Regions from separate parts of the Oryctolagus cuniculus genome. Here region 2 is linked to region 1. Evidence: chromatin contacts called from public Hi-C data. All regions are on one chromosome and are shown on one strand. The core of a region is the stretch at or near the end of the contact, and the rest is flanking DNA. Distances in the headings are between cores, read along the strand shown.

Region 1 (3,623 bases), core at 182-2,681:
GCTCGGCCAAAGCAGCCCGATTTCCTCATCTCCAGGGGTTTCTGCTCCAAGTTGCTGGAGCTCAGACCTCAGCATCCAGCTGCACTCCTGCGCTGTCCTCATTGGTGAGATGGGGGCAGCCCCCAGGCGGGACGCTCCTGTGGAAGCCCCGCAGGGCACAGCGCTCAGCCTCCACCCCTGGGCACCGGGTCGGGCTGTCCACGCCCCGCCCCTGCGGTCACTGCCGGTCAGTACAGCCCGATCCCCTCTCCGCCCAGCCCGGCGCTTGTCTTTGGCACGTGAAGATGCCACACAGCCCTGGTCCCTTTTGAAGCCTGAGCTCTGTTGGCCCAGGGAGACCCGACGCGCAGCCACGGAATCCACGCGGGGCCAGGCCCCTGCGCTCCCCACACTCCTAACCCTTGTTCGCTGGACAGGTTTTGAGACCTCCAATTTCTTTGGTTTCGTCTGGAGTTCAACAGCGCCGCCTCCTGGTGCTTGGTCGCCAGTGGCCCGGGGTGGGCAAATGACCAGATGAACTCCAGGTGGGCGTGCTTGCTTGCTTTATTTATTTATTTATTTATTTATTTATTTTAACGGGTTTGTCTTTCTCTGTGAGCTACATATTGGACACACCCCTCCGCATTCCTAGTGAGTGAATACCCGTGATAAGGTGGAAAGCGACAGACCCTGCCGCCCACCCACGGCGCCGCCCGGCGTCCGCAAGTGGCACTTCCACGGCCGCCCGGTGTCCATTCGGTCTCAGGGCGGAAACGGTTCCCCGAGGCGCCCCCTGGGGCCCACAGCGCCTCCCTGCGACCTCCGTCAGGGGTGCCAGAAGTTGGACACGCACAGCCCCGGATGGGTGCGCTCCGCGACTCGCCAGCCCCCAGGGGTGCATCTGCAGCGCAACAGCAACCTCGCGGCTTTCCCACGCTGCCAAGCGGCGCTGTGGCCTCGGCCGGCCCGCCCCGCCCCGCCCCACCCCACCGCGCCCGCGCCTCCCTAGCCGGGAGCCCTGGCCCCGGGAGGCGGGCGAGGCCTGGCTCCCTCTCCTAGTGGACTCCGGTTGTCTTTGAGCAGGGCACCAGGTCTCCAGAACCGCGAGGTCCCCGGCGCTCACGCCCCTCTCCCACGCCCATTGGAAGCAATCCAAGCTGGCCTGCAAGTCCGCGTGAGCGTTCACGAAAACTAGCCAAGAGAACCGAAAGTTTGGGGAGGGGCCGCACGCGTCGGGGGCGGGCCCGCGGTCTCGGGGCTCCACCCGGGCTGGGTTTACTCATCCCCACGAGGTGATCCCAGGAGCGAGGGCGGGCGCAAGGCGTCCAGAGGACCCAGTAATCCGAGAATGCAACATCAGCCCTTCCCACCAGGCACTTCCTTCCTTTTCCCGAACGTCCAGGGAGGGAGGGCCGCGCACTTATAAACTCGCGCCCCGGCGGCCGAGCGGCGTGTCAGAGGCGGCCGCGCCGGGGCCAGAGAAGCGCCCGTCCAGGACCGACCGCAGCGGCTGCCCCCAACGCCCCTCCGCCCCGGCCCGGGCCGCGAAGCAACGCTCGCGCTTTCTCCGGCGGCGCCTGCGCGCGGTGCGCCCCGGCGGCATGCTCCGTGCCCTGCTCCTGCTGCTGGGCGCGCTGGCCCCGGCCGGTCTGGGGCTCCCGACGCACGCAGAGCCGCAGCCCGACGGCAGCCAGTGCGTGGAGCACGACTGCTTCGCTCTGTTCCGGGGCCCCGCGACCTTTCTCGCCGCCGGCCAGACCTGCAAGCGCCTGGGGGGCCACCTGATGACCGTGCGCTCCTCAGTGGCCGCTGATGTCATCTCCTTGTTGCTGAGCGACGACAGCCCACGCCTCTGGATTGGCCTGCAGCTCCCGACCGGCTGCAGCCACCCCGGGGACCTCGGGCCCCTGCGCGGCTTCCAGTGGGTGACCGGAGACAACCGCACCAGCTACAGCAGGTGGGCGCGGCAGGACGGCGGCGGCGCGCCAGTGTGCGGCCCGTTGTGCGTCACCGTCTCGGCCGCGAGCGCCGCTGCCCCCGGCGAGCCGGCCTGGGAGGAGCTGCCGTGCGGCACTGAAGTCGACGGCTTCCTCTGCGAGTTCCCCTTCGCGGCCTCATGCAGGCCCCTGTTGGTGGAGGCCGGCGCCGCGGCGGCCACGGCGCCGCACGTCTCCAGCACCTACAGCACGCCGTTCGGGGCCCGCGGCGCCGACTTCCAGGCGCTGCCCGTGGGCAGCTCGGCCGCCGTGGCACCGCTCGGCTTGGAGCTGACCTGTTACGCGCCGCCCGGGGCCGCCGAGGCGCGCTGGGGCCGGGAGGCCCCGGGAGCCTGGGACTGCAGCGTGGGGAACGGCGGCTGCGAGTTCGCGTGCAACGCGAGCGCTGGGGCTCCCCGTTGCCTGTGCCCGGACGGCGCCGCCCCGCAGGCCGACGGGCGCTCCTGCGCGCCCGCTGCGCCGCCCTCGTGCCACGACCTGTGTGAGCACTTCTGCGTGCGCACCTCGGACGCGTCCGGCTCCTACATGTGCATGTGCGAGACCGGCTACCGGGTGGCAGCCGACGGGCACCACTGCGAGGACGTGGACGACTGTGCCCTGGTGCCCAACCCGTGTCCGCAGCTCTGCGTCAACACGCAGGGTGGCTTCGAGTGCCACTGCTACCCCGGCTTCGACCTGGTGGACGGCGAGTGCGTGGAGCCCTTGGACCCGTGCTTCGGCACCAACTGCGAGTACCAATGCCTGCCGCTGGGCCAAAACTACCGCTGCATCTGTGCCGAGGGCTTCGCCCCGGTCCCGGACGAGCCGCACCGCTGTCAGATGTTCTGCAACCAGACGACGTGCCCGGCCGACTGCGACCCCAACTACCCGAGCACCTGCCTGTGCCCCGAAGGCTACATCCTCGACGAGGGCTCGCTGTGCGCCGACATCGATGAATGCGACAACGGCTATTGCCAGGACGAGTGCCGAAACCTCCCCGGCAGCTACGAGTGCATTTGCGGGCCCGATTCGCCCCTGGCCGGCCAGGTCAGCACTGAATGCTACCCTACGCAGGTGAGCGACGGCGGCGACGGCGGCGACGACGGCGGCTCCGGAGAGCCTCCAGGCTCCGGGGCGCCCGGCTCCACCCCGGCTCCGCCGCCGGCCGCCGGGCCGGTGCACTCAGGCGTGGCCATCGGCATCTCCATCGCCAGCCTGTCCCTGGTCGTGGCGCTCCTGGCGCTCCTGTGCCACATGCGCAAGAAGCAGGGTTCGGGGCGCGCCGAGCTGGAGTACAAGTGCGCGTCCCCTGCCAAGGAGGTGGTCCTGCAGCAGGTGCGGACCGAGCGGACGCAGCCCAAGCCTTGAGGGGGAAGGGAGCCCCTCCCTCCGCCCCCGCGCGCGCTCCAGGCCTGCCCTTGGCGCGGCCCTGACTTCCCTCCGGAGCGCCACCCCACCGCCCCTGTCTGGCTCCCTGGGCTGGCGCCACACCTGCGGAAGAGCCTCTTCGCCCTGGCTGAGAATCTCGCCGATTGCTTGTGTTGAGTTGGGCGGGTTGGGGGGGTCGTGAGGAGGCGGAGCCCCAGCCTTTGCCTGGAGGTCACCGACGCCCCCCTCCCCAGCCCTGCCCAGCTGCGCTGCCTGGAGACACCCGGACTACAGGGTCCC
Region 2 (3,291 bases), core at 190-2,689, 80 kb before region 1:
GCATCACCCCCTACTTTTGGGTCAGCTTTCGGCAGGATCATGGGTGCCCCTAGCACAGGGTCAGGTGAGGATGCAGCACAGGTGTCCACACCTCACCTCCTGTTTCCACCAAGGCTGCCAAACCAGGAAAGGCCTCCTGCTGGGCCACAGGCCCCTCAAGTTCATGGTCTACCACTGTGTGCAGCAGCAGAACCTGCAGGCGCGGCCCTCCAGTGCATGGACCCCACACCCTGGGCTGCCCACCTCCTAAACCTGCGGTTGGCTCCAGGGCCCAGAGCCCGCCCTTCCAGCCTGCCCACAGACCTCATGGGGTCTCCAGATGCTTTTAAAAATATTTTATTTATTTGAAAGACAGAATTACAGAGAAAGAAAGAGAGAGAGAGAGATCTTCCATCCACTGGTTCACTCCCAAATGGCTGCAGCAGCCAGAGCTGGGCTGATCCAAAGCCAGGAGCCAGGAGCTTCCTCTGGGTCTCCCACGTGGGTTCAGGGGCTCTAGCACTTGGGCCATCCTCCACTGCCTTCCCAGGTGCATGAGCAGGGAGCTGGATCAGAAGTGGAGCAGCTGGGACTTGAACTGGTGCCTGTATGTGATGCAGGCACTGCAGACGGCAGCCTAACCCACTGCACCACAGCGCTGGCCCCAGGTCTCCAGACCCTTCTTCAGGCCCCAGCTGAGTGGGAACCTGGCTATCCTGGATACCAACCCTCCCTGCTCAGCGCTCCTTCCCCAGCCCCCTGGCCCCATCCCCTGATAAGGCCTCCTGTAGTGCAGGACCCTGGACTCTCACCCTTACACCCAGTGCCCACCCCCTCCACTCTTGGACACACAGGTCCTCTCTCTCCAGTTCTCAGCTGGGCCAAAGTTGAGGTGTCTTCCTCAGTCTCTGCCTCCTGGGGCCCCCACAGACCCGAGTCGTCCCTGGCCAACGGCCACATGGCCTGATTCTCCTGCCCCAACCTCCAGCACTCAGGTCCCCTGGCTGGGGGCACCACCTGGATCCCTGAGCTCACCGGGTCCATCTGTCTCTTTCTCCCGCATCACAGGAAAGCAGAGGTCTCACTCAAGGGTGTCCCAGCACCCCTGCGCAGTGCCTAGAAGCATGGCTGCTCTGGCCAGGCTCCTGCTCTGCACCTGCGGCTGTGACCCCACATGGCGTCCCCAATGAAACAGGGGTGGGTGTGGTGTGGGCGTCTGCCTCCTGCAAGGCAGTGCTGGGAGGCGGGAGTCCGTTTCAAAACCAGGCCAGAGGCTGTTGGAACTGAAGCCTTGTGGGATCCCCAGGGGACGGGGCGTTGCTGTCTTGTTGCCTGGTAGCGGCTGAAAGACCTGGGTGTGGCGGGCGGAGTCCTGGTGGGGACGCGTGCGGACGCCCAGAGCGGGAGCCTCCGGAGCTGCGGGCTGAGTCACCCCCGACGTTGCTGCAACACAGCCTCACGTGTTCGCTTGCCCTTTCTCTTTGCTTAACTTCCTTTTTGGCTCCTGTTGAGAAACCCGGGTGGGGCGTCCGCCTGTCCCCAGGGCTCAGAGGGGAGGGGCGGTGTGTTTCTCTTCCTAGCCGCCAGGGGCGCCCTGGCCCTCCCAGGTCATGGTTTTTTCATTTTTATGTTCCTTTTTCGAAGATTTATTTATTTCTTTGAAAGGCAGAGTGAGAGAGAGGGAGGGAGGGTGGGGGTGGGGGGAGAGAGAGAGAGAATCTTCCATCTTTCTGTTCATTCCTCAGCTGACTGCAATGACCAGAGCTGGGCTAGGCTGAAGCCAGGAGCCAAGAGCTTCATCAGGGTCTACCACACAGGTGTAGGGGCCCAACCTAGGCCATTAGCAGGGAGCTGGATCAGAAGTGCAGCAGACAGATCTCAGAACCAGTGCTCTCATATGGGTTGCAAACATCACCAGCAGTGGCTTAACCCACTGGACCAGTTGCTGGCCCCAAGTCTTGGTCATTATTAACGACAGGTGTTTGCTGAGCCATCATGGTGCACCCTCAGTCGTGCCCCTCTCACAGCCTGGGGGTGGAGGCTCAGGCCCCAGGGGCCGTGGCAGGCAGACTTACCAGAGTTCCTTGAGCCTGGGAGGTTGCCTATGTGCAGCCCACCGATCAGATCCAGCCAAGTCTTCTGTTGTTGATAAAGTTTTATTGGCACAAGCCATGCCCCTCCCCCCAGGAGGCCTAGTACAGTCAGTGCGCCTCCACTTTCAGCCATTATTTCCTGTTAAAAGGAAACACTCCCGAGACTTTAAAGGTTTCCAAGAGTTTGTTTGATGACAAACAGAGCAAAACAAGCAGAGTTAAGAAACAACCAAAAAAATTGATCCGTGCATTGGCAGCCCCCAGAGACAGAGCAAGCTCTGGGGACACTGTGCAACCATGTGACCCACAGCCTGGGCAGGAAAGGGAAGCACCGTGTTGAGATGACCTGACCCTGACTGGTGGCAGCAGCCTGCTCGGCTGCACAGCCTCCTGTGGTTCACTGGGCTCAGCTGCTGGGCATGAGCTCCGGTCCGTCCAAGTCCAAGGCCTCCCACCACCACTTTGATGTGACCGTGGATGGAATGGCAAATATCCTGGAACACAAAGCAGACCTGGGCTGCTCTTTCTCCATGGAGAGCACGGAGGTTATTCTTGTTGGTCTGTTTGATTGTTTTTGTTCATCAAATTTACAGGAAGAATTAAAGGGCAGCAAACTGTACCCATTTAACGTGTGTATCACTTCCATGGCTCTGCTCTCCTTGGGGGCCAGCCTCCTCATCCTGGGTCCAGGATACCACTGAGTAGCTTTGTTCTGCTAGAGATTGATTTGCATTCTATGCACATGGAATCACACACACGTGCGGGTGCGTCCCAAAGTTCATGAGAAGGCTGGTGTTGTACAGTGGGGTAAGCCACTGCTTGCGATGCCAGCAGCCCATGTGGGCGCTGGTTCGAATCCCGGATGCTCCACTTCCGATCCAGCTCCTTGCTGATGCACCTGGGAAAGCAGCAGAAGATGGCCCAAGTGCTTGGACCCCTGCCACCTATGTGGGAGAACCAGAGGAAGCTCCTGACTCTTGGCTCAGGCCTGGTTCAGCCCCAACCATTGCAGCCATTTGGGCAGATCAGATGGAAGATCTCTTTCTCTCTATCTCCTCTCCTCTTTCTCTACCACTCTGCCTTTCAAATAAAATGCATTTGAAAAAAAGTTAAAAAAAGAAAAGTTCATGAGGCGGGCAGACATGTAGCTTAGCTGTTGAAATGTCCCACACTGGAGTGCCTGGGTTCCTTTTTGTTTAAGATTTATTTATTTATTTCG

The links. A called contact is a pair of places that touch in the nucleus more often than the background predicts.
Region 2: a Hi-C map of an unstated tissue shows a contact between it and region 1, with 3 times the contacts expected there. The contact joins the enhancer-like site here to the promoter of THBD in region 1. A contact is called at or near these places in 2 of 6 Hi-C or Micro-C datasets (psoas muscle and an unstated tissue).

What each region holds. Positions count from the first base shown.
Region 1 is chr11:47,343,718-47,347,340 of mOryCun1.1, reverse strand. THBD (thrombomodulin) reads left to right here and starts at 1,431. Exons shown (of 1, transcript NM_001082144.1): 1 at 1,431-3,623. The coding sequence starts at 1,581. The coding sequence ends at 3,323.
Region 2 is chr11:47,423,994-47,427,284 of mOryCun1.1, reverse strand. No RefSeq gene overlaps it. Among named protein-coding and RNA genes, the nearest start is that of CD93, 49 kb to the right of the region's middle. Within about 2 kb of position 1,439, at least 5 of the 8 cell types and tissues checked have an H3K27ac peak or open chromatin away from gene starts, as enhancers often do.